Regions from separate parts of the Mus musculus genome. Here all the other regions are linked to region 4. Evidence: chromatin contacts called from public Hi-C, HiChIP or PLAC-seq and promoter capture Hi-C data. All regions are on one chromosome and are shown on one strand. Each heading gives the region's core, a stretch centred on a gene start, on an enhancer-like site or on the middle of the called end of the contact. The rest is flanking DNA. Distances are from core to core; before and after follow the strand shown. Region 1 holds the start of Barhl2 (BarH like homeobox 2). Region 2 holds the start of Atp5k (ATP synthase, H+ transporting, mitochondrial F1F0 complex, subunit E). Region 3 holds the start of Tmed5 (transmembrane p24 trafficking protein 5). Region 4 holds the start of Btbd8 (BTB (POZ) domain containing 8). Region 5 holds the start of Zfp644 (zinc finger protein 644).

Region 1 (5,323 bases), core at 2,390-4,889, 980 kb after region 4:
TGTCTTGCACTATCAGGAATGAAATTGGTTCGCTGTGATTCACAGTTAGCAAATAAACTGCTTTCTGAGCAGCAGCAGCAGCAACAGCAACAACAACAACAACAAAAACCCTCTCCCAATTTAAGAATTTTCTTTCAAAGAAAGCAAAGGAAGAAAGACAATGAGGGTCTGGAGTTGGAAGATTCTTTGTAGATTTATGTTAGTTTAGCATATGATGTACTTAAAATTCAGCCAATGCACCATATCTATTTGCTTGAAAACAAGAGAAATAAACCTGTTTCCCCACCAGACGGTCTCTCTGTAGCCCTGGCTGTCCTGGAACTCACTGTGTAGATCAGGCTGGCCTAGAGCTTAGAGGTTTGCCTCTGCCTCCAGAGTACTAGGGATAAAGGCATGCATCACCACGCCCCCCCCCCGATGAATTTTGATTCATTTTTAAAGATGAAAAGCGAGTGCTTTTTTTGTATGCCAGAAAATGACTTTTTAGGTATACATTGCATATACCCTATAGGAAAATGATAACAAAACAGATATGTATCTGGGGTAGGGAAGAACCGAGAAAAGTTAACCATAGCTCTGGGGGATTTGTCATTAAGATTGTCCCCTTTGATTTTTGAGGACATTCCTCGCATTCCCTGGGATCCCAATCAGTGGCTCATATTCTCTTCACCACAATTGCTTCTGAAGACTAAGAGCTAACCTCTCCAACCCTAGAAAATTTGGTATTGACTTTTCTTTAAAAATATAATCGGAAACATTCACAGGGTTGGGGGCCTACTGAGTTTGCTTTGGAGTTTCATGGATCCCCATCCCCTGAGCGCGCGCGTACACACACACACACACACACACACACACACACACACACACACACAGAGGCCCTCTTTTCCTTTCTCTTCACATTCCATCTTTTCTTAGGTCATATCCCCATCGCCTCCCTGCCAATGTTGCGAATTATTCCAAGAAAAACACCCTGCCGACCTGCCCCGCACAAGCTGTGCCGTCAGCCTTTGAGCTCTTGAGTCGTTGTGGGCGTTGGAACAAAACAAAAACAGGCTTAAATGAATTATTTATCAAGGTCGAGAATAATTGATTTGTGCAGGGCCGTCAGTACTGGATTTTAAATGTTTCTTCCCCTTCCTCGCTTTCGAAAGCTGGCTGTGAATTGGGGCCCCCAGCTCGAGGAGCGCTTCATTTGGATTGTTTTGGGGGTGATGGAAACTCTAATCGATAACGGACCAGGAAGGAAGAGTAGCGTTTGCCGCACTCCAGGCACCCTTCCGCCCTTTCCGCAGGGGTCATCTGTGCCAGGGGCTCAGGGTGCCAACAATGTCTATCCGGGGCTTGGGAGTCTGAGATCAGTTGCCTCAGTAAAATCAGACCCCAGCCCGTGGTCGCAAGCTCTGAAGGGAAGACCAAGGCCTAACCTGGGAGGGTCTGCAGGGCTAGCACCCAGTTCTGGCGCCAAAGACTACTACTGTCTAAAGACTCTGAGGCGGCAGCCTAGACAGGCCCGTCGCCACCCGCGGGGGCGAGCCACGTGGCTATAGAGGGTTTCCTGGATCCCTCAGGCCACCAGCGTCTGCCTGCAGCACGTCTTGGCTTCGGCTCACCAACCGTAGTTCCGTGATAAATAAATGTCTGCTCGCCTAAGAAAGGAGAGTGCTATCTAGATGGTCTTGGTAGCCTCAGTACCTTTTCAGAGACAGGGGGACGATAAGTGACACCATGACGGTAGGAAACAGCTCAACACACTCTTGAAATAACGCGGGAGACACCCCCACCCCAACCCGGACCAAAGATCTAGATGTCCTTAGGATGAATCACCACCATCTTCCAGATCTGGGACTCACCCCGGAGGAAGGAAGATCTCAGGAGGTCATATGCCTCCGGGATACCTCTCAAGAGGGTCCTCAACCAGACAAGAAAAGAAAAGAAAAGAAAAGAAAAGAAAAGAAAAGAAAAGAAAAGAAAAGAAAAGAAAAGCAAGGCGACGTCCATAATCGCCACTAAACCCTGTCCTTTACTGACATCATTCTATACGGTCACGGAAACGATGCCAACCACGCAGATTCATAAGGTTCTTAAAAATGGTAATTTGGAGTAAAATGTAACTCAAAGAACTTTGAATCATTCATTAGCACCTTATAATTACTCTGCTAATTAGGTTGACACGGCACTTAATCAGGAGTAATACGCCGGCTTGTCACTGGCGCTTCCCATTACTCTGACATTCAACAAGAGACAGGTTGGAGACGTCCTGAAGAAAGAATGCAAGTTGATACCCTCCGACAAGGCGGCGTCACAGTCGCGTTCCAGGTCCCAAATGGATCGGCGGTGACTGTTTCCTTTCCAAAACCAAGGCCTGCCACAGTGGGGAGGGGATGGAAGCATTGGAGGGAGGAGCTGCGGGAGCTCAGGCTGCGGACCAGCCACCCAGTTCCCGCGGCCCCACAGCAGCCTGATGCCGCAGGGAACCACAGCTGCCCGCGCCGCTGGAGAACGCCTCGCCCGGGGTTTTTCCCGGTTCGGGAGAAAGTGCTTGGCCCGGCATTTCTTCCAGCACAGGCTCTGACTGGAGACAAAGCGGGATTTGGAGCCAAAGGCCCGATCCTTCCCGACAGGGGGGTCAAAGATGTAGCCCCCCAGCTCAGTGCCTCTCCTGGATCTGCTACCCGGTTGGACCGAGCTGGAGCGCACCGGCTCCTGTGGGGAGAGTAGAGCTCAGACGTTGCAGGCCCACGCGGAGCTCTGGCTCTGGTGTCACACACTTCCCCGTGGGGTCCCTCAGCACCTCTATCCCCTGCTCCTCGTGTTTCCGCTCTGCTCAAGCGTGCTTGGGAACCGTGCGAGCGGGGCTGCGCTGCAGGCCACCGGGAGCCGCAGGATCCTTTTGCCCTTCGCGGCCTCTCCACTCACCCTCCAATCTGACTTAGCACGGGCACATCTAACGATCCGTACTGCTTCCCCGCTTCCCGCCCGGGGGCTCCCTTCTCCAGTGCCCTTCTGGTCTCTCCCCATCTCCCTGGCCGGGTACTCGTTACAGTGGGTACCACTTGGACCCCTGGAGTAGGCGTTGGGCTCAGGGCTGCGGGCGCACCGAGGTTCGGTTCTCAAAAGAGCAGCGGGGTTCGAGGCGCGCTGCTGACGGGCTGGCCAGGAGCGCGCCCATTGGCTCCCGGCACGCCGGCGTCGCTGGCTGGCGCGCAGCGGCCAATGGGGCGCGGGGCCCGGGCGGCGGGGGCGCGGGCGGGGAGCGGCGGCGGGGGCCGTGACGTCACGGGAGGGGGTCGGCGCCGCCCGCGAGCCCGCGGATGACAAGCCAACGCGCGGGGCAGCGGCGGGAGTCGCCGGGCGCCGCCTGTCCGCGGTCTCCTGCGCCCGCGCTTGCTCCTTCGCTGCTTCTCCTCCTCCCGGGGCGGCGGCGGCCGCGTTCGCTCCGCAACTTTCCAACAAAGTTCAGAAACTCGGCTCCGGGACTGCCGGGTCACGCACGGCGGTCACCTCCGGGACCGCCCGGCCTTAGCGGTCGCTGCACCTGCTCCGGCCGCCGCCGCCGCCGCCCGGGATCGGGCAGTGGGCAGACCCAGGCGGCGGCGGTGGCGGTGCAGGTGGCGGCGGCGGGGTTGCTCCAGCGGCCAGCATCTTAGTCTCGGTGCTGCTCTCCGCTGCCACCGCCCACGTGCGCGGTGGTCCAGCGGAGCGGAGCACACCTTCCCGCTTGTGGCATTTGGGGGCTTTCCCCTCAAATTTTTTTCTCTTTACTTTTTGTATAAGGGGGAAAAGTTGAGTCGAAAGTGCCCACCAATTGTCACCTCCCATTATCCTTCATTCCCTCCCCACTTTTTTTTTTTTTTAAAGCAGTGTCAACGCTTTTTAGTGTCTATTTTGTTTTACGATCGGTAGTTTCCCTTGCTTGGTCCCGGCGGCGGCTGATCCGCGGAGTAGCGTGGACCTCATGTAGAAATGACAGCAATGGAAGGGGCCAGCGGGTCGAGTTTTGGAATAGACACTATTTTGTCCGGTGCCGGTTCCGGGAGCCCCGGCATGATGAACGGGGATTTCCGATCGCTCGGTGAAGCGAGGACAACGGATTTTAGGAGCCAGGCCACCCCGTCACCCTGTTCGGAGATTGATACCGTGGGAACGGCGCCCTCTTCACCGATCTCGGTCACCCTGGAACCCCCGGAGCCGCATCTTGTGACAGACGGACCCCAGCATCACCATCACCTCCACCACAGCCAACAGCCGCCGCCACCATCCGCGGTCCCCGCGCAAAGTTTGCAGCCTTCGCCCCAACAGCAACCGCCGCCGCAGCCGCAGTCAGCAGCCCAGCAGCTGGGCTCGGCCGCCGCGGCCCCCAGGACTTCCACCTCTTCCTTTTTAATTAAGGACATCTTGGGAGACAGCAAACCCCTGGCGGCTTGTGCACCCTACAGCACCAGCGTTTCTTCTCCTCATCACACCCCGAAGCAGGAGAGCAACGCGGCACACGAGAGCTTCAGGCCAAAGCTTGAGCAGGAGGACGGCAAAACCAAGCTGGACAAGAGAGAAGACCCCCAGAGCGACATCAAATGCCACGGTGAGTTGCGCCGGAGCTGCCCGGGTCACTTGAGTGACCGCCGAAGGAGAGGGGCCTAGGCGTGCGATTTAGCGACGCACCTTAAGTTCTGTTGGTTACATTTCTGCCCCACAACCTTTGCGGCCATCCGGCTCCGTTCTTTGTTTTACTTAATTTTAAATGTGCTGGAGGAAGGTGGTAACTGAAGAGATAGGATGGGAGACACTTTTCGTTGAAAACAGAGGCTTACTTGGGATTTTTTTTTTTTCTTCTTTTAGCTGAGACCTTGGGAATGGGAGTGGGAAGGGGTGGAGAGAAGCTGGTAGCCAGTTGTGGTTGTCTAGGTCTGTGATCACAACTTGATGTTTATTTTTGAATGCAATACCACCCCAGTATTTTCCAAATGCCCCCTCCATGTTTTCTAAATGCCGTCACAGGAATTGTCTGATTTAATGTTAGAAAAATTTCCAACATTATTACAGGAGCAATTCATTTTTACTAATTGATGATTAATACAGAAAACAAATCATAGCCTGTTTTTTAAGAACACCCTTCTCACCGATACCCCTCTTCTGGCCCTTTCCAATAACAAATATTTGTGAAAACTAAATTTTATGGAATTTGTTTTTGTAAAATCAAGACAACAATGGAAATTTATCTTTTAATACCCTATTTTCGTCTTGGGCAATTTCAATTTCATAAGTAACTGTTCTTGTCTTTGCATTGCAAAAGATTTTAAAACACCAGGGAGATTTCCCCCATCTT
Region 2 (5,139 bases), core at 1,269-3,768, 1.0 Mb before region 4:
AACATTTCTGAGGCAGAAGAGCCTTAGAGAAGGTTAGACTGCCTGCAAGGGGGTCAGTCTTGACACGGCCCTCAGGTTTCCCATTACTCATCTGATAGGCAGAGTTCAGGGAAGCAATATGACTTGCATTCTGTCACTGATGCCAGACACGGGATTTCTGGGGTGAGAATAAGGGCAGGAGATATGGGAGTGAGCCTGCAGGCTGTGTGGGATGAAAATGTTCAGAGAATACAATGAAGTGAGCAGATGAGAGCCCCCACAGTCCCATAGTTTAGAGCATAAATAAGAGGAGCAGGAAGTAGGACCTCAGCAGCCACAGATGGGACAAGTGGGAATGGATTGTGCATCTGATAGCTGGGTAACTCCTACCCTGGTACATTTCTAAACTGTGACATCTTCCACATTACCAGAGGTGGGTGTTTGTCCAGGTGTGGGAATGATAGTTGAGAGTAAAGGGCCTCAGTTGGGCTCAGCCCAGCTACAGGGGTGGTAAGCTCTGAATTTGAGAGGGCAAGACCCAAGGGAGGATCTTGGCTGAGCCTGGGCACAGCACTAAAGATAGCAGCACACTGGGAATATTTAGATTCTGCACACAGCTGTCCCCAACAGGTGCAGAATCCTCCTACTGGTGTCCTGAGCTATGTGGAACCTTAACCACTTCCACTGCCTGACAAATGACCCCAAGCAACAGCAGATGTCAAGCCATCCGTGTGTATGCTTGTGCCAATGTGTGTATTGTAAGCCTCTTCTGCCTCTACGCCATGTAGCTTCTGTGTACCCACCCCTCAATCCATACTCCCCTTGGTACCCACCCCTCAATCCACACTCCCCTTGGTACCCACCCCTCAATCCACACTCCCCTTGGACCCCCAAAGACACTTGCAGTTCTGGAAGCTTGAGCTGCTAAGGAGTCAGGTTTATTTTAAGATTTAATGAGGGAAACCTGTTTGATCACATAAGTTATCTAACCAGTTGCTCAAGATCAGGGAAGGGAGGGGGCTCAATGTGTAGATGACCATGAGGGGTGAGGAAGTTTACTTGGTGCCTTGTAGGTTAGCATGCCTTTGCAGCTTCCTTGGGGAGCAGTGAGTTGGCAGGAGGGCAGGAATCTCACTGTGGCTCAGGTAGGGATGGGAGTGAGGAACGTCTCAAAGGCAAGGTAAGAGTATGTGGAGCACCTGTGGCACATGGCCTGGGTAATTCTCGTCTCAGTTTAGGAACATTTCTAGGATTCTAACAGAGAAGAACTAGGGCTTTGACTCCAGATCAAATGTAGGCAAAGTTCCAGAGCCTAGGGCAATGGTTCCTCTTCTGATGGCCCCGGAGAGCTGGGTACCTATTATGAGTCCTGCAGTTTTCATTGCTGCATTTTATCCACTTTATATTCATAATTATGTTCTCTTTATAAGTATGGACTATAAAGAGTCAGGAAAAGATACCCCATCCCTACAGACTGTGTACCTTTCCAAGCCCTGGTGCAATGCAAAACTGAGGAGGCTGGTTCAATCAACAGCCTTAGGAAGATTTCAAGTCACTATGGGGCATTGGGGTAAAGCCAGCCATTCAGTGGGTGGCTACAATCTATACTATGACAGATGTACACAAAGATGCTTGCCAATAGACACAGCTGATAATCACCTTGTCTCCATCTTGCCCCATCCCAGGCCAATGATGCTCAACTTTCCTAATGCTGTGACCCTTTAATACAGCTCCTTATGTGACCCTCCCCATACATAACATTATTTTCATTGCTACTTTATAACTGTAATCTTGCTACTGTTATGGGTCATAATGTAAATACTTTTGGAGATAAGTGTTTGCCAAAGGGATCACAAAGGGTTGGTCTAGACCGACATGGCTGCTAGAGAGGTACCCACTCTGGGGACATGGACTGCAGAAAGGTAAGTTTGGCAATCTGGGTGCTCCATGGTCAGTCTCTATGAGGCCTGAAAAGGAGGTCAATAGGACTCAGGATCTGTAGTCCTGAGAGTGTGGGCAGGGAGATGCAGGGGTTAGCCTCATTTGGATGAACATTACCTGTAAAGCCCAATGGAAATTAGGAGCTCTGGGCGAGAAAACACTGGTCGGAGGACATATGTGTCCAATGCCGGAAATTGCAGGAAAGCCCTGGAAGGTTGCTGACCTCTCAGGAAGGGCCAATACAAGTTCTGTAATCTCATGCCCAAACCCACCGCACCCAATGGGCCGCTGGAGTCGGCCAGGTGTGCTCGTCTGTTCCAAGAGATAAAGGGATTGTTTGCGTGCTCCAGTCCACAACAGGTGGGCGACAGATTCCAGGGCTGGTCAGTCATTACACGCCGGTGCTGAAGTAACGAGGCTCTGTGTCACCACCCTTTTGAAGCCAGCTTACACTAACAGCCTAGACTTCCTACCTGGAGAGTAGTAACCAGCCCCGTGGGAACGCTCGGCTATCCTCCAGTCGCTAGGGGGCAGCGCTTTCACTGCGGCGCATGCGCCTTTCTGGCTTCAGGAGGCGGCTTTCATTCTCTGTCTTCCGCCTCAGTTGAGCTTCCGGCGCGAAGGTCACGGACAAAATGGTGCCCCCGGTTCAGGTCTCTCCACTCATCAAGGTGAATCCTCATCCCCGTTGTTGCGCGGTGCTCAAAGCTCCTCTATGCCCCCTTTCCCCTCCCCTCCCGTGACTTAGCATTGCCCACCCTTGGGACTGCTGGCTGTGGTCTCGAGCAATCCCGGCCCTGCAACCCTTGCACACACACCCGCCCCGTACTCCCTCTCCCAGTACTCCTCGATGTCCGACCCCTGCGATCCCCTTGTTCCCTCGGTGTGCCTTCTACTATAATGTTTTCTTCTGCAGTTCGGCCGGTACTCCGCTCTGATCATCGGCATGGCATACGGCGCCAAGCGCTACAGTGAGTTTGGGGACCGGGAGAACGGGATTCCGGGTGAAAGGCTGTGTGACACTGCTCGAGCCTGCAGTTCCTTGGGAGGGAGATGATGCCAGGCCCTAGAGGGGGGCAGGTGGGAACAGCTATCTGGAGATTTTGGAGTCGGCTTTTTCACGAAGCAGCATTTTCAGAGAAGTTAATTGCTTCCACTCCCCCCCAGGTTACCTAAAACCCCGGGCAGAGGAGGAGAGGAGAATAGCAGCGGAGGAAAAGAAGAGACTAGATGAGTTGAAACGGATTGAGAGAGAACTGGCGGAAGGTATGGCTTTTAGCCTCTCCCAACACCCCCGAGTTTTCTGGAAGTAGCTGCTGCTTAGTGGACCAGGGGCTGCCTCTCATCCCATGACTGTTTTGTCCAGTGCTGTCCTCCGTGGAGCCCAGTGGAGTGTGAGAGGCATACTGCCCCTTCTCTTGGGTAGCATCTGCAAATTGCCTTTCGAGAGGTTACTGCTGAGCAGGCTCTCTGACCCCTCTGTGTTGACTTCCTGTGGATTCCAGTCAGATGGAGAAGGCAGTTGGGGATGCAAAGGATGGTTTTAGTAATGAAGTTAGGGTTCTCTTGGAATTAGATTCTTGATTGTTTAAAGCCCAAGTCCCCGTAAGGTGGCCCAAGTCTGTATAATGTTTGACATGGTCTCTTCTCACTTTTCAGCTCAAGATGACAGCATTCTCAAGTGAGGCGTCAGCGAGCTTGCTTTTCTCTAGTCGTTGAGAACGAATAAAGCTTCATTGTGTGATGCTGTGGCTTCCTCTCTCTTTACTGTTTGCTTCTAGGTACCGGCTCTGTGGTTGCATCCTGGCTTTTCCTTGGGTAGGGAGGGTCGGGGGTGGGGTGCAGTGGGTGGAGTTTCAAAGGAATTAATGATCATTACCAGACACACAGACAAAGCGAGAAGTGCTGGGGCATGTGAAGGTGCAGTGGTAAGGCCAAATTAGGGCTCCAGGGATGCCGGGGTAATCCCTGGAGTGGCCTAGCCTCCTGGAAGCAGCTTGCTCTGCTCTGATCTGCACTCTTCTGCTTATGTCAGCAGCTCGGGCCCAGTACAGGAGGATGGGTGTTGATGCCTTCACAATAACGTGGGTCTTGTGCCCCCAACTGATAATTCTTCTCTAGTTCTTAGAAAGTGACCTAAAGCTGAACTATTCAAGGAGGCCTGGACGACTAGGCCCTTGTGTCCAGCTGGGGTGCTAGTTAGTTCTTGTCAACTTGACACAAACTAGACACCCGGGAAGAGGGAGCCTCTGTTGAGGACTTGTCTATCAGATTGGCTTGTGGACATGTCTGTGGAGCATTTTCTTAATTGATGGTTAATTTGTGGAAGTGCCCAGCCCAGTGGGCAGATGGTCCTATAAGAAAGCAGTGTTCTTCCGTGATTCCTGGCTCTTGCTTCTGCTCGACTGACGGAGACTTTGTAAACCAAATAGAGCAAACCCTCCAGGTTGCTCTTGGTTACGGTTATCACAACAACCAAAAGCAAACTAGAAGTGTTACTGCTACCTCTCTGTTCTGGGCTTTGGATAAGTTTTCTAGGTCTGTAGCCTGTTTTTGTTTTAAAGTGAGTAGATCTACAAATGTAATGAGAGCCAGCATATACATACTTCAGAGCTGTTTATTTGGTTTTAGAGGCTGAGGAGCTGCTCATGGTATCCCACTATTTGGGGCTCTGAGGGTTAAATTTGCCACCCCTATGCCCCATAGTGCTAAAGGCAAACTTCCGGATGTCTTCTCTTCCCAGGAATGGCCCCATCCAGTTAGTGCTGGCCTGTCAGGAGGACAGATTCTTTGAGATTCCCTTAAGCTTGTTCTTTGGCAGATAGTGCCCATCTCAGAGGTTAGTCTTGTGAGGGCCCATTGGACTGCCCCTGCTTTACCTTCCAGGCTCCTCTGTACAGCTGCAGCATCAACAGCAAACAAAGCTGCTGGCTGCTTCCTTCATTAGGGTCCCACCCAAGCATTCAGGCCACTTGCATTTGATCTCAGCTCTGCTCACAGCCTTGGCCCAGCAAGCAGAGTTTCTCAACAGGCCAAATGTGATGTGCCCTCCAGTGCTGTCAGCATGTGTGGTCCTGGTGAGTTACTTTCTGTGTTGTTCTGATTTTCTGGGCATATGTTTTTACTGAAGCAGATGGAACTGAATACGTATGTACAATAGTAGAGCTCTGATTCCAGACACATTCCACAGATCCTTTATAAAGATCTCTGTGGGATCTT
Region 3 (5,321 bases), core at 2,698-5,197, 690 kb before region 4:
AAATATCTTGCAAGACCAAGTCTTGCCCCTGCCTACACTCTTCCCGGCCTCAGCTACCCTCAAGACAGAACCAGAAGAACCGCCAGAGCTGGCCTCAGACAGGAATAATTATGGAGCTGGGGAGGTGGCAATTAAGAGCACGAGTTGTTTTCTCAAGGACTGGGTTCAATTTCTAGCATCCACATAGAAACTTACAACTGGAACTTACTGCCCAGAACTCAGGACTTTTAACTCAGGTTTCAGGGGATCCAACACACTTTTCTGACCTCTACATCATATGCAGACAAAACACTCATCCACATATATTTAAAAAGAACAATTATATTTCAATCACAATAACTATAGTAAAAGACTATAATAATGTAAAAACATAAGACATGCAAAGGAAGATATTTTAAATAATCAGATCTAAAGATAATAACCTGATCTCTTGATTTCTTTTGATAATCAGTACTATCAGATGTTTTACAAACTTTCTTATAAGGTGGGTAAATCAAACGTCCCAGGTGGCTAGGTTGGGTGAGTTCTTCCAAAATAAGCCTTTCAGATCTTGAAGGACTGCAGACATACTCAGAATTTTCACTTGGACTAACACTACAGAAAAAAGGAAAACTACAGATCATTTCTGACATACTTTTTACCACAAATTTCTACATATAATAATCAGAAATTAGATCCAAAGTTATGAGCATAAGACTGTGTTTCCAACACACTTTCAGTAAATCACAATTAGTTTACATTAGCTATATATTTCATGAATCTCTTTACTTCAGGAATAAAAAAGCAGCTACAATAATGAAAGATAAGTAATCTGAATATATATTGTATACTGGTTCCTGATATATTAAAGATGTTTTCTTAATATGTAAATGTTTGTTAATATTTCCACTTTCACAATTATGTCTTAGTCCCGGGACATACTAAACAGAACATATAATGAAATCTAGCCATTTTACATTTATAAATACTTTACAATTTATTCATGTGATTTTATTTCCTTGCCTGGATAACTCTTCCCCTAAATTGTGCAAACTCCATTCTGTTATTTTGAGTTCATGTCTTAATGAAGCAACGTTTGCAAGCAAACTTTCCTCCTCATTGTCGTTGTCTTTAGTACAGTAGTCTGATGAGATAAATTCCATTTCCTTAACAAAAAATAGAAAGAAACTTCTTGGAGTTAGCCTGAAGATTTTATGGTATAAATTAAAATAATCTCACAGCAATAAAATTGAAAAACCTGTGCTTGGCACCAAGACTGAGAACCGAGGGTGCTCCTCAGGACCAACAGATCAGGGTAGAGGAGAGGCTCCCACAGGTTGTCCATTGCCTTCCACAGTCATGACACTCATCACACACAGACACACACAAATGAATGGATGCAATTTTTTCGTAGAAGATGAATTTGCTCAAAGTCACACAATTTTAGAGGATCAATCTGAGATTTGAATCAAGGTATAGTTTTCTAATTAACTTCAATATGAGATGTTAAAACTTAACTTTAGAAGCCCTGGATATCTGATGTTACAACAATCTTCTGTCGGGCGTGGTGGCCCATGCCTTTAATCCCAGCACTCAGGAGGCAGAGGCAAGTGGATTTCTGAGTTCGAGGCCAGCCTGGTCTACAGAGTGAGTTCCAGGACAGCCAGGGGTATACAGAGAAACCCTGTCTCAAAAAAGAACAAAACAAAACAAAACAAAACAAAAATCTTCCATAAATTCTTAAAAGCTATTATTACCAGGTAAGTTATCTCCTCCCATTCACAGTGGTTGTAAAATTTAACAACACTCGCGAGTCATAATCACAGATCAAAATGACATGTAGAGAGTGGATATGGTTACCATTCCTTTAATCCTAGCACTTGGGAAGTAGAGGCAAGTGGGTCTCTGTGAGCGCAAAGCCAACCTGGCCTGTATAGTATGACATGGTCTCAAAAAAATACAAAACAAAACAAAAATGACAGTTAGCAGTTCAACTCATAGAACTACATGCAGTGAACTGTTTGCTGCACCAACCTGTGAGCATGAAACTAAGTTTCTTGGCCATAAAAGAAAGATCATGGGGCTGGTGAGATGGCTCAGCAGGTAAGAGCACCTGACTGCTCTTCCAAAGGTCCAGAGTTCAAATCACAGCAACCACATGGTGGCTCACAACCATCCGTAACGAGATCTGACTCCCTCTTCTGGAATGTCAGAAGACAGCTACAGTGTACTTACATATAATAAATAATAAATAAATCTTAAAAAAAAAAAAAAGAAAAAAAAAAGAAAGATCATGATGGGCTGGAGAGATGGCTCTGGGTTTAAAGGCATTGCTCTTTCAAAGGGTTGCCACTGATATTCTCAGCCCCCACATGGTAGCTTACAATGGTCTGTAACTCGAGTTTCAGAGGATCCCAAACACCCACAGACACAGAGTAAAATTAATATTCTTGAAATCACAGTAAAGGATGCTTTATTATTGTAATTACTAAAATAAAAACTAAAAAGTTTTAGAATTTCCACTCCTACTATAGAACTTTCTGCATAATCTTACAATTTCACTTCTCTCTCATATTCCATTTAATTTTTTTTTCACTGTAGCACCTCTTTCATTGCCTTTCTTAAAATTTGGGTTACAGATATTATTAATTCCCACCTATTATGTTCAAGAGTGTAATGCACTTAGGAAAACTCAATTATTTTGAACGGATAAATGAATAAACTGCCTTCTCCCTCCCTCACTCAGGTAAAAACGGTCCTGGTACATTAATTTCCCACGCAAAATTTCTCAGGAGTAGGGTGGATTGGAAAAAAAAACAAAAACAAAAAAACACCTCGCACCTTATTGGAAAAAGTTGAGGCCTAAAATTAAACGAGATATTTTGTAGATGTAAATGTTTCTACCCTTTTCTACCCTGTTTCTGGTTTTCTTTTTAACAAATTTGCTTCTGCATAAGCTGGAAGACTTCCCCAGTCAGTGGCTCAGGAATCCATGCTACTTCACATCTATGCAACATCTCTAGCTTCGTACAGAATAATGGAGGAGAGAAAAGAAGAAACTTGAGACTAGAAAATGCTGATCAGTACTGTAGGACACCATTTAAGTCAGGCTTTTACGTTCAGCAACTTGTGCATTTTCACGTAAGAATTTTCTAGCCGTTCAGAATTGGATACGTCTGGTATTTAAACATCCTCATTTTCCTACGTTTACCTGTAGTATGTGTACGTAGAAAGGCTTATCATCTTACCTATAGGGCGGCCCTGACAACCGTATCTTCAAGTCTAGTGAAAAATGAGTTCTCACACACGCACACTCATCGAGCGAAGGACAAGCACTTTACACTCTATAAAATCCTGTGACAGGACTTTCCGCTTGAGAAAGAGTACATGGTTTTATACAGTATTTTATTTCAAGAAAGAGGTCCTCCATCTGCCTGTAGGGAGTAGAGCAAAGTCTGGCAGCCTCCTTTCCGATTCTGCCTCAAATAAAAGAAAACGCCTCACAAGCAGGCCAGGCGCAGGTCGACTGTCCCAAGAGAAAACAAACCCCTCGGGAAAGCCCTTTTCCAGCCAGGAGGCGTTTGCTCACCACCCAGATCGCAGGCGGGGTTAGCGTCCCCAGACCACGGCGCACCGCGAGCCTCCTCTGCGCTCGGAAGCCTGGGACACTCTCGCAGCCCACGACATGGAAGCCTCTGACTCTCGATGAGGAGAACCAGCGAACCTCCGAGGCGCCGAGTTCGAACCGCCGCGGCAGCCGTTGGGACCCGCCTCCCGGGCCCCGACCCCGCCCACCACGCGGGGCTCTGCGAACGGGAGCGGGGCGCAGGGCATGCCGGGAAATGAGTCTGGAAGCGCGGATGAGCGGCGTGCCGTGGTCACCTCGGACTACATTTCCCGTCGTTACCCCCGCCAACGTTGATTGGCGTGTGTGAGGGAAGCCGAAACCGACAAGTCTGGTGTGAAGGAAGGATGCGAAACCCAGAAGGCAGCCGAAAGGGGACGCTGGCCCCGCCCTCGCCCGGCCCAGTGGAAGGCAGTGCTTCCACCTTCCAAGAGAGTGAGGCTCGCCGCTGCCTGAAGTTCCCTCAGATCGGGATTTCAAATCGGAGACACCAGTATCCCGCACCTCCCTACACGCGTCCAGGCAGAGATCGACAGGGATGGGCGGCAGGATGTGGCTGCCATTCCCCGTGCTGCTCCTGTCCGCTCTGCCCGCAGCGTTGCTGCGCGGGGCGGCCGGCTTCACACCCTCTTTGGACAGTGATTTTACCTTCACGCTGCCGGCCGGCCGGAAGGAGTGTTTCTACCAGCCCATGCCCCTGAAGGCATCGTTGGAGATCGAATACCAAGTAAGTGCGGAAGTGGGCTAGCCTTCCTTGGGCCGGGCCGCACCACATGGTCGCCTCTCACCTACTTGGAAAAGGTGGGACAGCGACCGAGGTGAATCCGAGGAGGGTCTCCTGGGAAACTGGCCTGCTTGGCGCAGGCGTACTTAAGCGGGGCTCCTGGGAGCCTGGAACTCACAAGTTTGGCCAGTCCTAAAATTGACACCTACCCTCTCTCTTCCCTTTCCTCTGGTCGGAAAGAGGCCAGCACTGGTGACGTCAATGGCGTTACTCTTTGTTTCTTAATTCCCCCAAGCCATTTCAAGCTAGTTTACATACCCTACAGTTCTGAGAAGTTCGCTGTAAGGGGTTGATACACGTTCTTCTTTATTATTGGACGAAGTGATAACACTTGTTTGACTCACTCTCACCACTTTCACCAAATCCCGATATTATAAAATCGGCACGATGTTTTGAATTGTGGCTGGGCAGTGGTGGCACACGCCTCTAACCCCAGCATTCCCGTGGCAGAGGCAAGTGGATCTCTGAACAGTCAAGGCTGCATAGTGAAACCCAGTCTTGGGAGTATTGAATTGTGTCCATGCGAAGATCTCTAAGTCAGATTTTGAAATGTGTTGAAATGGACTGTTGCTGTATTTAGTGGTACATTGTCATCCCGGGTGTACATCCATCACTTTGAAATCAAATAAGATAATAGTGTATGACCTTTCTTCCATTGAACTTTGTCAGCTTTCTTCCCGTGTCATTGTTTTCTTTTTAGTATCAGCAGAATACGCTTATTATTAAATCTTTTTTTAATTCTTATGTAAAACTTTTATATGTGGAGCCTTTGGGATTATTTATAGATGTTTACAGTAATTACAGGAAGTATCTAAAGTCATAATATACAAAAATCTCAGCACAACTAAGGTTACAGCTTAATATTTCTTGATTTCCACTTGTGAACAAAAGTTTAGCATTTACTGAACAATTAATGTATGCAAGGAATTGTTC
Region 4 (5,189 bases), core at 134-2,633:
GCACGGCTTTCTCTTCCCCATGCTTCCAGGCAGCTGATAAGACATGTAGCTTGCCTATTGACTCTGTTTTTAAAATCATTTTATTAATGAGACTATGAAGACTATGAAGAAGAGGACCTCAGCTTTTTTTCCCGATAAACATATGAGCTCAACGTGAAGATCCCCAAATTTCCACAGTTGTTCACAGTAAGATTTGTAGAATAAAGCCAGGTGTGGTGGCAGATGCCTCTAATGACAGGCAGAGGCAGGCTGATCTGTGATCCTGGTCTAGAGAGTGAGTTCCTGAACAGTCTGGGCTACATTGAGAAAAAACAACCCAAAAAACAAAACAACGAAACCCAAATAAGCAAACGAAAGTATTGTGCAATAAGAGAGAAATGATCCAGAGGTTAGCAGCATTGCTCTTGCAGAGGGCCTGGGTTTGGTTCTCATCACCCACACTATTATAGAAAGAATACGCATTCCCAGTAAGAAATCACTCCCGCACTTATCACAGGTCTGCGTATGGCTAATTAATGCCTAAGGAAGAGCTGGCCTTGAGTAAATTTTTACTAACTTATATACACACCTTAGGAGATGCATTTTCATATATGCCGTCATCTTTAAATCGAGTTCCAGCCCCAGTCTGCACTTTGAACAATTTAAATAGAGACAGGAGTCTGCAAGTCTGACCACTTGGGTGGATGGGAGGTTTGCACAGCAGAGCTATTGCCAGAATTATTTTCAGTACAGCAGTATGTGTTTCCCCCACTAGTTGATGGCCGGGTTCATCTTGCCCACCTGTCAGAATTATGCCTTCCCTGCTAAGAGCATAGAGGAATTAATGGTAGCTGTGACCCTGAGCTGCCCCGTTAAAGGCACACGGTTCGGTCCTTCATGTCAAGAAAACACTCGTTTTCCTAATTGAATAATTTTTCTTCCAACTTTTTAAAGACATGGTATGTGTTTCAGGGTCTGGACGCAGCCCGAACTCAGCAACAGCCACTGCCGGTGTGTGAACCTTAGAAACACTGGTTGCAACGCATCGTGTAGGTCTAATTTTTGTCCTCCTTCTGAGTGCCTAGACACCGGTTCCTTGGGTCGGGCTGAGCCTCCTTGGGAGGGAGGCGCCCAGCGAGACTGCAGCGAGGCGGGGAGGGAGTGAGCAGCGCTGCTCCCGCCTCCTACCTGAGCACGTCGCGGCTGAGCTGCTCCGACACCGCCGCCTTCAGCCGGCGCCGCTCCCCGGGCCCCTTCCTGGGCAGCCCCTTCCTGCCATGCCCCGGGGAACTCAGAAGGGCCACCGGGGCCGCACCTCCCGCTCCACAGTGGGCCATGTCGGCCGCAGAACCCCGGTGCCAGGCCGCGCTGGACCGGTACGGGGGCGTTCCCGAGCCCAACAGCGCGCAGCCGAATCCGCCCCGGAAGGAAAATTCCCGCCCCCACCTAGTTTGCAGCCGGTCCCTAAATGCTGCGGACCAGGCACCGCGCGCCTAGGACTCAAAGCCCGTAGCCACGTGACCGGGCGCTGCTGCGCAGGCGCACTCGCTCTGTTTACATTGGCCTGTTTGCGCCCTCCTAACTGACCTGAAGGGAAGGTCCCCAGAGCTGTAATCTGTTCTTTCTTCTTACTGGTTGGTGTTAAGTCAACCGTTTAATGAGTGTTATGGAGAAGTGACTTGAAATCAATGTGAGAAGAATTTGTATGTGTTCTTTCTGGGGTGTCTGCATCCTCTGCCCTCTTTATGAAAGATGGGGGTTGGGGGTAAGGTGGGGGATGGGATCACAAGAGTTTTCCAGTAGTGAGTATTAATGTCCTGAGCAAGGAGGTAGATAGGCATAGTTGGTATAGCACAAGTTATATTTTAGTATGCCGAGGGTCATCACATAAGGTTCATGCCCTAAATTCCTATGGTCCCAAGGCCATCTCCCTAAGGCTGCTTAACTGGGTGATGTATCTTAGCTGAAGGTTATATAAGGGTCCATGATTCGCCAAGGAATGATACCTAGGACTCAAATAGTATGTAAACACAAAGAGTGTTTTATTCTACAGAAGTCCAGCATGCTGGGGTCTCCCATTACCAAGACAGAGACAATCAAGTGAGCTCGCAGGCCTGATTTAAGCACATTAGGGGATTCTGGGATAGATAACCTTCATCTTGCTCCATCTCTAAGAATATTCCGTTACCAGGGTGTGGGGGATGGAAACTGTTGTTGACCCTTTGCCCTTGCTTCAGGCCAGGTGGCAGGACAGCTTCTGATGGCAGGGCAGTTTCTGACCAGCTGCCTAAAGCCAGGGTTTTTTTCTAGTAACTGACTTGCCTGGGCTTGCCTGGATTTGCCCAGTTCTTAGGCCTAGTCTCCTGGACTGCCAATTTGAAGCCTGTCATGGAGTCAGCCTGTATCAGACGACTCTAACAGTCTTTGATTAAGGGTCAGGATCCTGGGAGAGACTCTCCAGCCACAGGGCAGACTCTTAATCTCTGTTTACATTCTATCTACTGGCGTCAACGGGATTCTAGGGCTGTGTCTAATTATCTAAGTGGTGCCACTAGGTTTTGGTTATCAGGTGCAGCCTTGAGTTCAGTGGAATTCCTGGCTAAGCTATTTTTACAAATCTAAAATGCATGTTTTTTTGTTTTGTTTTGTTTTGTTTTGTTTTACTGTGCTCATTACACCTACTTAGCTTTGAGGAATAAATGATTTGGATTAAGAAAATGTGAAGGGCCAGGCGTGGTGGCACACGCCTTTGATCCCAGCACTTGGGAGGCAGAGGCAGGCAGATTTCTGAGTTCGAGGCCAGCCTGGTCTAAAAAGTGAGTTCCAGGACAGCCGGGGCTACACAGAAACCCTGTCTCGAAAAACCAAAAAAAAAAAAAAAAAAAGTGAAGGTTAACCCTCTCATGATTCACAGCTTCCTGTTTTCATGCCTAACTCCACTGCCCCATCTGGTTTCATATCACAACTATTAAGTTATCTGCCATTTTTTTGAGGGCTTCCCCACCCCAATAGTCCTTAAATTGTAAGGCTTTTATACTATTCTAAGTCGAGCGTGTGGCTCTAAAGACTCCAAGCTAGGATCTGCTTTTATTAATGCAAATGTGCGATATGTCAGGCCCAAATGAAATTCCATCTCTCCAAATTCTGGTGGTTAGACAAAAGTCCAGCATTCCTCGGGAACTTGTGAAGCCATTTGTGGTGTGTGTTAGCATACCAAAGTTCATGTTGGCCTCCAGGCTCCCTCATTATCACAAGTACCTGTTACATATTTCAGAGTTCGTGTCAACATGCTGCCCTTCTTACCTCCTCCACAACAGTAAATGTCTCCAGCTCATGGGCTTACCCTGCTATTTTGGCTATGCTCTCCCCCCACCCCACCCCTGCTTTCCCCCACCCTCTTCTTTCCTACTTCCTTCCCTCTGCTCTCCTTCCTATCTATCAATCTCTCTATCATCTATCTATCTCAGTCATCTATCTATCTATCTCTGTTGTTCCTGCTTCTCTCAAGCCCAGTTTCAGTCTGCTGATCATGTTCAGCCTACCCCTCCCCCTGCTCTAGACTCTTCCAGATGCCTCTAGCTGTTCTCTCCCACATTTCTGTAATAAAACCTTCCCCTTAACCATGCCATGCCATCCATTTATAAAGTGTTCTTATTTCTGCACCCAAGTTACCTCCATATATATTTTCCCAATTCCATGCATTTACATGCAAATTACGTCATTACATTTTTTTCTTTACAGCTAAGTAAATTTCCATTATGTATTGTCAGGTCCAAAGGGTACCCTAAAACACCCCATAAGGTCAGGCCCCTGGCTTGGTCCAAAATTGAGTCTAAGTTCAGCTCAAGCTGGATTGTAGAAATATTTCTGTCACTTAGATTAAATATTTCTCAGGAAGTTGTGAACTAGATTCCTTGTAAGCCAAAAAGGAGTCATTTCCATTGCCTCTGGTAGAAGTGGTATAGTTCTCTATTGACATACATCTGTGGGATCCCTATCAGCAGATCAAAATCCATCCAGGCTCCTACAGTTCCCTATTCACAAGCACCTGGTATAAATGTCAGTATCCATACTGGCCTCCGAGTCCTACTCACCCCCCACAACCCCTCTTCCTGCACTGTGCTAGTTTCTAGGCTATTGCAGCTCACAGGCTTCCCTCCTCCTGGATACCCATCCATTCTCTCAGAAATCCTAGGGAGTCCCAGTAGAGAGCCACTATATAATACCTGGAAAACCAGGGCCCCCTTCTTGGAGTTCTTAATTTCATGTTAAAATAATTTAAGAATGAAAACAGGAGCTTGAGGACAGTTTATTATCAATGAAAAGGAAAACCCCAACGCAAGCTGTAAATCTTTTTAAGTCTAAGTCTGTTTGCTTGGTTGTAAAGCCTTGTTTCTGCTTCTTATTTACTGGGTGGATGGGAATACAGGCATATGCCATTGTGCCCAATGAACATTATCTTAAGGGAGGGAAAGGCATTATAATTCCTCAAGCATATTTTACATATAATATCTGTGTGTATTAGTTTCTGTCAACATGACACAAGCTAGGGCCATTTGAGAAGAAAGGACCACAACTGAAGAATTGTCTCCATCAGACCAGCCTGTGGACAAGTCAGTGGTACATTTTCTTGAATACTGATGTGAGAGGGCTTAGCTCATAGTGAATGGTGCCTTCCCTGGGCAAATGGTCCTGGATTGTATAAGTATGCTGAGTGAGCCACGGGGAGCAAGCCAGTAAGCAGCACCCCTCCATGGTCCCCATCTCTACTTCTGCTTGAGTGCTTGGCCTGGCTTTCCTCAAAGATGGAAGCCCTTACCCAAGTTGCTTTTTCCAAGACAGTATCCATGTTACTTAGAGTAAAAACCACTGAGTTTTTCCTCAAAGGATAATTTTTATTTAGTTCATCATTTCCACCTAAAAGTTCTTTTCCTGTTTCCAAGGATGCCTTGAACATCTTAATATTAGGGAAATGTTTATACTTCTCTTGGTAATGAGTATATATAGGCTGCCTGGAGATCTATGTATGAATGAAATAATTTGGCATATGCTGGATGCTTCAGGGCAAACCTCCGAAAAGTTCTGTATGAAACCTGATCTGAATCCTTGCCAGCCATCTGCTGGAAGAGTGTGGAAACATCTAGGTCTGGCACTCCGAAAGCTGCCTGAAGCATAGTTGTCAACTCCCGTTCTGTTACATAACCATCCTC
Region 5 (5,894 bases), core at 3,333-5,832, 740 kb after region 4:
GAGCTTGTCTCTCTAGCTGCATATGTAGCAGAAGATGGCCTAGTCGGCCATCACTGGGAAGAGAGGCCCCTTGGTCTTGCAAACTTTATATGCCCCAGTACAGGGGAACGCCAGGGCCAAGAAGTGGGAGTGGGTGGGTAGGGAAGGAGGGCAGAGGGAGGGGATAGGGGACTTTTGGGATAGCATTTGAAATGTATATAAAGAAAATATCTAATAAAAATAAATAAAAGAAGAAGAAGAAGAAGAAGAAGAAGAAGAAGAAGAAGAAGAAGAAGAAGAAGAAGAAGAAGAAAACTAAGTCATGTGTCAAGTTCTCTGTGTGTGGAAATTTGGTGAAAGTATTCTGGAGGTGGCTCTTATCCAGGAGAAGCCTGGCTGCTTTGATATAGAGAACCTCTGGGTATTTACCTTTAACTTTCTATTTGTCTCTCAGTTGTGTAAGTCAATGGCTTGATCTTATCAGCTGTCTTAGCCAGTGTTCTATGGCTGTGAAGGGACACCATGACCACGGCAGCTCTTATAAAGCAATGCACTAACCTGGGTCTTGCTTACAGTTTCCAAATTTTAGTTCACTACGGTCATGGCGAGAAGCACGGCAGTGTGCTGGTAGACACCGTGCTAGAGAAGTAGCTGAGAGATCTACATCTAGATCTGTCCATAGGCAGCAGGAAGAGAGCGATACTGTGACTGGCTTAGGTTTTTGTAACCCCAAAGCCCACACCCAGTGACATACTCCCTCTAACAAGGCCATGCTTACTTCAACAAGGCCATACCTCCCAATCCCTCTCAGGCAGTGACACTTCTTGATGACCAAGCATTCAAATATATGAGCTTTGGGGGCCACTCTTATTCAAACCACCACATCAACTTTCTATAACTGGTAGTCTCTCTCTCTCTCTCTCTCTCTCTCTCTCTCTCTCTCTCTCTCTCTCTGTGTGTGTGTGTGTGTGTGTCTGTTTGTCTCTTTGCCTTTTATTTACTACCAAGAACCATTGGAGTCATTCATGTTTTAGAACTTAACACCTTGACCTTGTACATACTCTTGACTCTCCTATCTTTTTTTTTTTTTTTCCCCCTGAGACAGGGTTTCTCTGTGTAGCCCTGGCTGTCCTGGAACTCACTCTGCAGACCAGACTGGCCTCAAACTCAGAAATCCACCTGCCTCTGCCTCCCAAGTGCTGGCTGGGATTAAAGGCATGCGCCACCACTGCCCAGCTTTGGACATCCCTATCTCTCACGAGCCTTTTGCTACATTTACTTAGGAACTCGACTTTTTCCCCACTTACCTCAGTGGAATAGAATAAACTACATTCTGGAGTCTGTCTTTCAGTGAGTAGGGTCACGTGCCTGGATGGCTGACTACTGAAACTGAGAAGTGTTTTCTGTCCATGTCTGATGTATATATTATGCACTGAATAACAGGGCATAATAATGTTGATTATTATGCCCTGATTATGCTCCGTGGCCTCCTCTCCCTCTCCAACTTACTGCAGAGGAGTAGTGTACGAACAAGCTTACTGTTGTTATACCACTGAAATTTGGGGCCAGTTGTCATAACACGAAGCTGTTACCAGTACTTCCTTTGCTACTGCGGTATTACTGTCTTGCTTCATCTTTTTTTTTTTTTCTTTCCGTCCTTTCATTTGTTTTCTTGTGCTTTGTTATGGTTTAAATCTGAATTCTCCCGATGGCTCATGCAGGAGAGGCTTGGTCCCCAGCCGATAGGCCTTTGGGACGTGATTGGATCATGAGGATTAACATCGGTAGTAGATCAAGCCATTGGTGAATTCACAATTTGAAGGCATTATTGATAGTGATGGGGTCTATTTGGGTGAATTAGGTCACTGAGGTGTTCCTTGGAAGAGTGGACCTCGACTCTGACCCCATCTTTCCATTCTTTCTACCTTCTGGTTCTGACGTGATGGCTAGTTTTTCTGGCAGTGACTGGTGACTTTGCACCATGTTTCTGCCATTCTCTAATCTGGCAGTGGAGCCAGTTAACCATGGACTAACACTGCGAGCTAAGAACAGTCCTCTCCTCTCTTAAATTGTTTCCTTGTGGTATTTTGAAATTAACAAAACTAACAGGTCCTTCTGTGTGCACTGCTTCAACGTTCTACGTGTAAGGTTCCCTGGCTCAGTGTTCCTTTCTCTCAGCATCCGAGTTTGAGATGCTAAAGAGAATGACAGTAAACATGCTCCTTTGTTTTTGAGTGAGTGATTACACATATGTGGAGGGGTGCACCTGCATACATGGATGCCTAGAGTCCCGAGGGTGGTACGACGTCTACGTGCTGGATTGCTCATGCCTGTGGAGTTCCGAGGTTGATATGACATCTTGATTGCTTTCTTTTTTCTTTTTTTAAAGATTTATTTATTATATATAACTACACTGTAGCTGTCTTCAGACACACCAGAAGAGGGCATCAGATCCCATTACAGACGGTTGTGAATCACCGTGTGTTTGCTGGGATTTGAACTCAGGACCTCTGGAAGAGCAGTCAGTGCTCTTAACCGCCGAGCCATCTCTCCAGCCCCCTTGATTGCTTTCTATCTCATGTATTCAGCAGTGTCTCTTGCTGAACCAAGAGCATTTAGTGAGTCTGGCTAGCCAGCTTGCTGTAAGGATCCCTGTCTCTGAGCCTCACAGGCTACAGTTACAGACCTGATGTCATGTCCATCCAGCTCTTACAAGAGTTCTGGAATCTGAACTCCATCTAGTCTTCACACTGAACAGTGCGCTTTGCCCCCTGGGCCATCTCCCCAGTTCAATTAAACTTTAGATATATTTTATAGGAAAGTATTTGCATACTGAGTCTATTTTCTGTTTTATGAGGTTATTTATTCGTTTATTTATTTATTTTTCTCAACAGGATTTCTTTGTGTAGCCCTAGCTATTCTGGAAGTCTCTTTATAGACGAGGCTAGCCTCAAATTAGCAATTCCCCCACCTCCATAGTGCTGGGAATAAAGGTACTCACCACCGTGCCTGACTCTCATGAGAGCTTTTGTTTATAATTTTAAAAGCTTTATGTTTTTAACCTCCCCACTCCCTACTAAGATGAAAGTAGACTCTTTTCTTAGAACTATGGAAACTCATTTATTCAACACTTTATATAATCTGAATACACACACACACACACACAAAGTATCTGGAGATCCCATACATCGATATATTTTATATATCTGAAATGTGCCCTGAAGTATGCAAGGCTTGGTTCCAGGTGATAGGCCTTTGAGTTCTGCAGGTTAACAGACCTGGTGGGTCAGGAGACATGGCTCACTGGCCAAGAGTACCTTATGTGCTTGCTGGGGACTCAGGATCAGGTCCCTTGTGATATTTCCACATGATGGCCTGTCATTTGCAGCTCCAGTTTCAGGTCCTTCCTGAGGCTCATTTGGACTCTGTGGTACCAGGCATGAAGCATGCGGTGCACAGCCATACATTCAAGCAAAACCCAAACTCATGAGATGAGAATAAGTCTCTAAAGTGCATCTCCTCCAAGCAGTTGGCTGAAAATGGACACAGATTTATTTGTTGTGTATCTATCTATTCGTATATATGAAGGAAAGCTTTCATTTTGAAACAGCTCAACAGTCTAATCTCTCTTTGCCACTTTAGGTTGTAATGAACTTGAACAGGTGACAAGAATGCCTGACACACACACAGCATGAACTCTAGTTGTCAGCAGTTACTAGCAAGCGAAATAATTAGAGTGGATAGTGAAATGTTCGTTCTTTGGGATACATTTGCTGCTTCTGAAGGCACCGTTTTTCAGGAAAGATACTCCCATTCTTGACAAATAAATGTAATTATGGTGTATTCCTGTGAATGTTAATAATATCTCGAAGGCTTGGAGGTGCATAGTTCATGATTACTGCTTAACTACTAAAAAACGTTTTAAAGTTTTTCATGAGAAAAAGTTCAGCGAAACCAAAGAATTTAGTAAGGCAGGCCCATCAGAGTATTCTAGAACGTTTAGCTCACCTTCAACAGGTTAGGAACTTGTTGACTCGGTTCAAAAGCAAAGCGAATACCTCTAATTAGTGCGCTGCTTCCCTCAGAAGCCCATGGCTGAATGCTTGTTAAAAGGGAGATTTAGAAGACCCTCTGGGGAATCTATTGATTACCTGAAGAGTTAACCAGCATTTCTGACGTCTCTTTGCATGACTCCAATTTGGACAATCAAGGCATGTTCCTTAGTGCAGAATCTGCCCTTGCAGAGTCCAAGGAACCCAAATCCGGGCCTTCTTTTTGGGTGTCTTGTCTGGGTAACTGAATTTCTATACCTGATGCTTTTGCCACCTGGCCTGTTTAACATCATAAAACCTGTCTGTGCCAGTTCTCCAAGGTAGGCCTGATATATGTTGCTGGTTCTTTCAACAGCTGGAAAAGGGAACAGGTTTTTGGCAAACTAGCGATTGCAGACACCAGAGATGGGCCTATTCCACCTTAAAGGGCCTAGGCATTCCTGGTACTTGGGTCTTGCAGAGTTTGGTCGCCACCATATTTGGAGCGTGCCTACTTTGGGGCGGGAACCTCCTCCGGAGTGGTTAGGTCACCGCTGGGGGAGGTGACCTTGTTTGGTTTTGGCACGGGAGAGCAGCGGTGCAGCGTTGCTGCCGCCCCCCGTGGGTCTGATTGGCACGGGAGCTCCGGCGGCCCGAGAGCACGGGCGCGCCTCGCTGGCTTCCCCCGGCGGCCGGCGGCCAGGCAGAGGCGGGAAAGCCGCGCGCCTGCGCCGTGGGAACCGAGGCCGGAGGCGAGAAGCGGGGAGCGGAGGGGGCCGTTGGAGCCGAGTAGCGTACAGAGCGGCGTGTGACGCGGGGACGCCGCGCGCTCCCAACGTCGCCCCGGTTTGACGCACACGGCACCAAACTGTGAGTTTCGGGGGTCTTATTCGGTCGGATTAGCCCCGGCCCCGGCCGCGTTTCGGACGTCCGGGCTGAGGCGGTGGCGGGACTGAGGGTGGCGGAAGAAGTTGTGGGGGGACCCGGCCCGCGGCGCTCGGGCCCGGGGAGCTACGCCCTAGGCTGGCTCCCAACCCTCGGAAAGGACGCGTTTTGCCGCACAGGCTAAGATGGCGGCTGCTGCCGAGGAGGCGGAGTTGCTGCTGCACAAGGAGCCCGGGCCGCGGGGTCCGGGAGGCGGCGGTCGCGGGGGGCCGCGGAACCTTAGGTGAGCGGCGGCGGCCGCCGCGGGGCGGGACTCGGAGGCGGGCGCGCGGGGCGGGGGGTGCCTTTCCGCTGCGGCGGCGGCGGATCCGGTGGCGGACACAAAGGGGCCGAGCCGGGCTCTGGACTCGGGGGGTTTTGTTTAGTCACATGTAGCGGAGCAGCCAGTGAGCGGTAGGGGGAAGGGGGCCGAGACCCGGAGGTCCGGGGAGCCCTGCGGTCGCCATTGTAACTCCCCGAGTAACGGGGGCGGTCCGAGAGCAGTCAGGCGGCGCCCCGTGCGCGGCTAGGCTACTCTGTCCGGGCCTGTAGCCCCGGCCCTGGAGGTAACTGTCCACACCCCTCCCCTGACTTTGGGACCAGAGCGCATAGCCTTCCCCTTCTTCCCACTGGTCTGCAACATCTTGTGCCGCTAAGTGCCTGAGAAGTAACTCCAAGAGGTAAAAAAAAAAGAAAAAAAAAGAAAAAAAAACACTCGAAGTGTTTGGGTGGCCACGGGGCTTGGTGGGTATCTAGCTAAAGCTTTTTGCCTCTCCAGGTCTGATTCCCTGGCCTTTGTGTCCCTGGGAGCTTAATCTCTGCCAGAGGAAAGCAGGTGTGTGCTCCGTCCACTCCTCCCGAGAACATGAAGATGAGTTGTCCCAGACCCTTCCCCGTGATTGGAAACTTAGGTGGTTTCTTGTTGCGAGACTTCCACAGACGACTCTCGTGTTGGGATCC

Evidence for each region. Promoter capture Hi-C pulls out the DNA fragments that hold promoters and counts their contacts. Hi-C and Micro-C count contacts between places; a contact is called where the count stands out from the background. HiChIP or PLAC-seq counts read pairs in DNA pulled down with a chosen protein or histone mark.
Region 1: a contact with region 4 is called in an H3K4me3 HiChIP or PLAC-seq map of embryonic stem cells, with 9 read pairs. The contact joins the promoter of Barhl2 here to the promoter of Btbd8 in region 4. A contact is called at or near these places in 4 of 39 promoter capture datasets (embryonic stem cells, liver and stem cell-derived epiblast-like cells) and 3 of 115 datasets of contacts at active chromatin or transcription factors (astrocytes, embryonic stem cells and large pre-B cells).
Region 2: a promoter capture Hi-C map of erythroid cells shows a contact between it and region 4, with 6 times the contacts expected there. The contact joins the promoter of Atp5k here to the promoter of Btbd8 in region 4. A contact is called at or near these places in 1 of 39 promoter capture datasets (erythroid cells), 3 of 484 Hi-C or Micro-C datasets (B cells, CD4 T cells and CD8 T cells) and 2 of 9 other capture datasets (adipose tissue and liver).
Region 3: a contact with region 4 is called in a Hi-C map of regulatory T cells, with 7 times the contacts expected there. The contact joins the promoter of Tmed5 here to the promoter of Btbd8 in region 4. A contact is called at or near these places in 1 of 39 promoter capture datasets (pre-B cells) and 2 of 484 Hi-C or Micro-C datasets (both in regulatory T cells).
Region 5: a Hi-C map of muscle stem cells shows a contact between it and region 4, with 4 times the contacts expected there. The contact joins the promoter of Zfp644 here to the promoter of Btbd8 in region 4. A contact is called at or near these places in 5 of 39 promoter capture datasets (the 3T3-L1 cell line, the C10 cell line, liver and 2 more), 7 of 484 Hi-C or Micro-C datasets (CD4 T cells, CD8 T cells, the G1E-ER4 cell line and 4 more), 4 of 115 datasets of contacts at active chromatin or transcription factors (astrocytes, embryonic stem cells and memory CD8 T cells) and 2 of 9 other capture datasets (adipose tissue and liver).

Annotation. Positions count from the first base shown.
Region 1 is chr5:106,456,482-106,461,804 of GRCm38.p6, reverse strand. Barhl2 (BarH like homeobox 2) reads left to right here and starts at 3,639. Exons shown (of 3, transcript NM_001005477.1): 1 at 3,639-4,579. The coding sequence starts at 3,964. It overlaps Gm33151 (a long non-coding RNA gene), which reads right to left and starts at 3,213. Exons shown (of 2, transcript XR_389476.3): 1 at 2,917-3,213; 2 at 2,066-2,362.
Region 2 is chr5:108,431,778-108,436,916 of GRCm38.p6, reverse strand. Atp5k (ATP synthase, H+ transporting, mitochondrial F1F0 complex, subunit E) reads left to right here and starts at 2,518. Exons shown (of 4, transcript NM_007507.3): 1 at 2,518-2,591; 2 at 2,837-2,891; 3 at 3,088-3,186; 4 at 3,580-3,671. The coding sequence starts at 2,556. The coding sequence ends at 3,605. It overlaps Gm34319 (a long non-coding RNA gene), which reads right to left and starts at 2,516. Exons shown (of 3, transcript XR_003955776.1): 1 at 2,394-2,516.
Region 3 is chr5:108,131,246-108,136,566 of GRCm38.p6, reverse strand. It overlaps Tmed5 (transmembrane p24 trafficking protein 5), which reads left to right and starts at 3,947. Exons shown (of 4, transcript NM_028876.3): 1 at 3,947-4,331. The coding sequence starts at 4,143. It overlaps Ccdc18 (coiled-coil domain containing 18), which reads right to left and starts at 3,653. Exons shown (of 29, transcript NM_028481.1): 1 at 3,569-3,653; 2 at 1,003-1,145; 3 at 423-594. The coding sequence starts at 1,142.
Region 4 is chr5:107,434,124-107,439,312 of GRCm38.p6, reverse strand. It overlaps Btbd8 (BTB (POZ) domain containing 8), which reads right to left and starts at 1,383. Exons shown (of 18, transcript NM_001378266.2): 1 at 1,168-1,383. The coding sequence starts at 1,316. Lpcat2b (lysophosphatidylcholine acyltransferase 2B) reads right to left here. Exons shown (of 2, transcript NM_027599.3): 2 at 4,274-5,189. The coding sequence ends at 4,956.
Region 5 is chr5:106,695,518-106,701,411 of GRCm38.p6, reverse strand. Zfp644 (zinc finger protein 644) reads left to right here and starts at 4,582. Exons shown (of 10, transcript NM_001363318.1): 1 at 4,582-4,880; 2 at 5,713-5,769.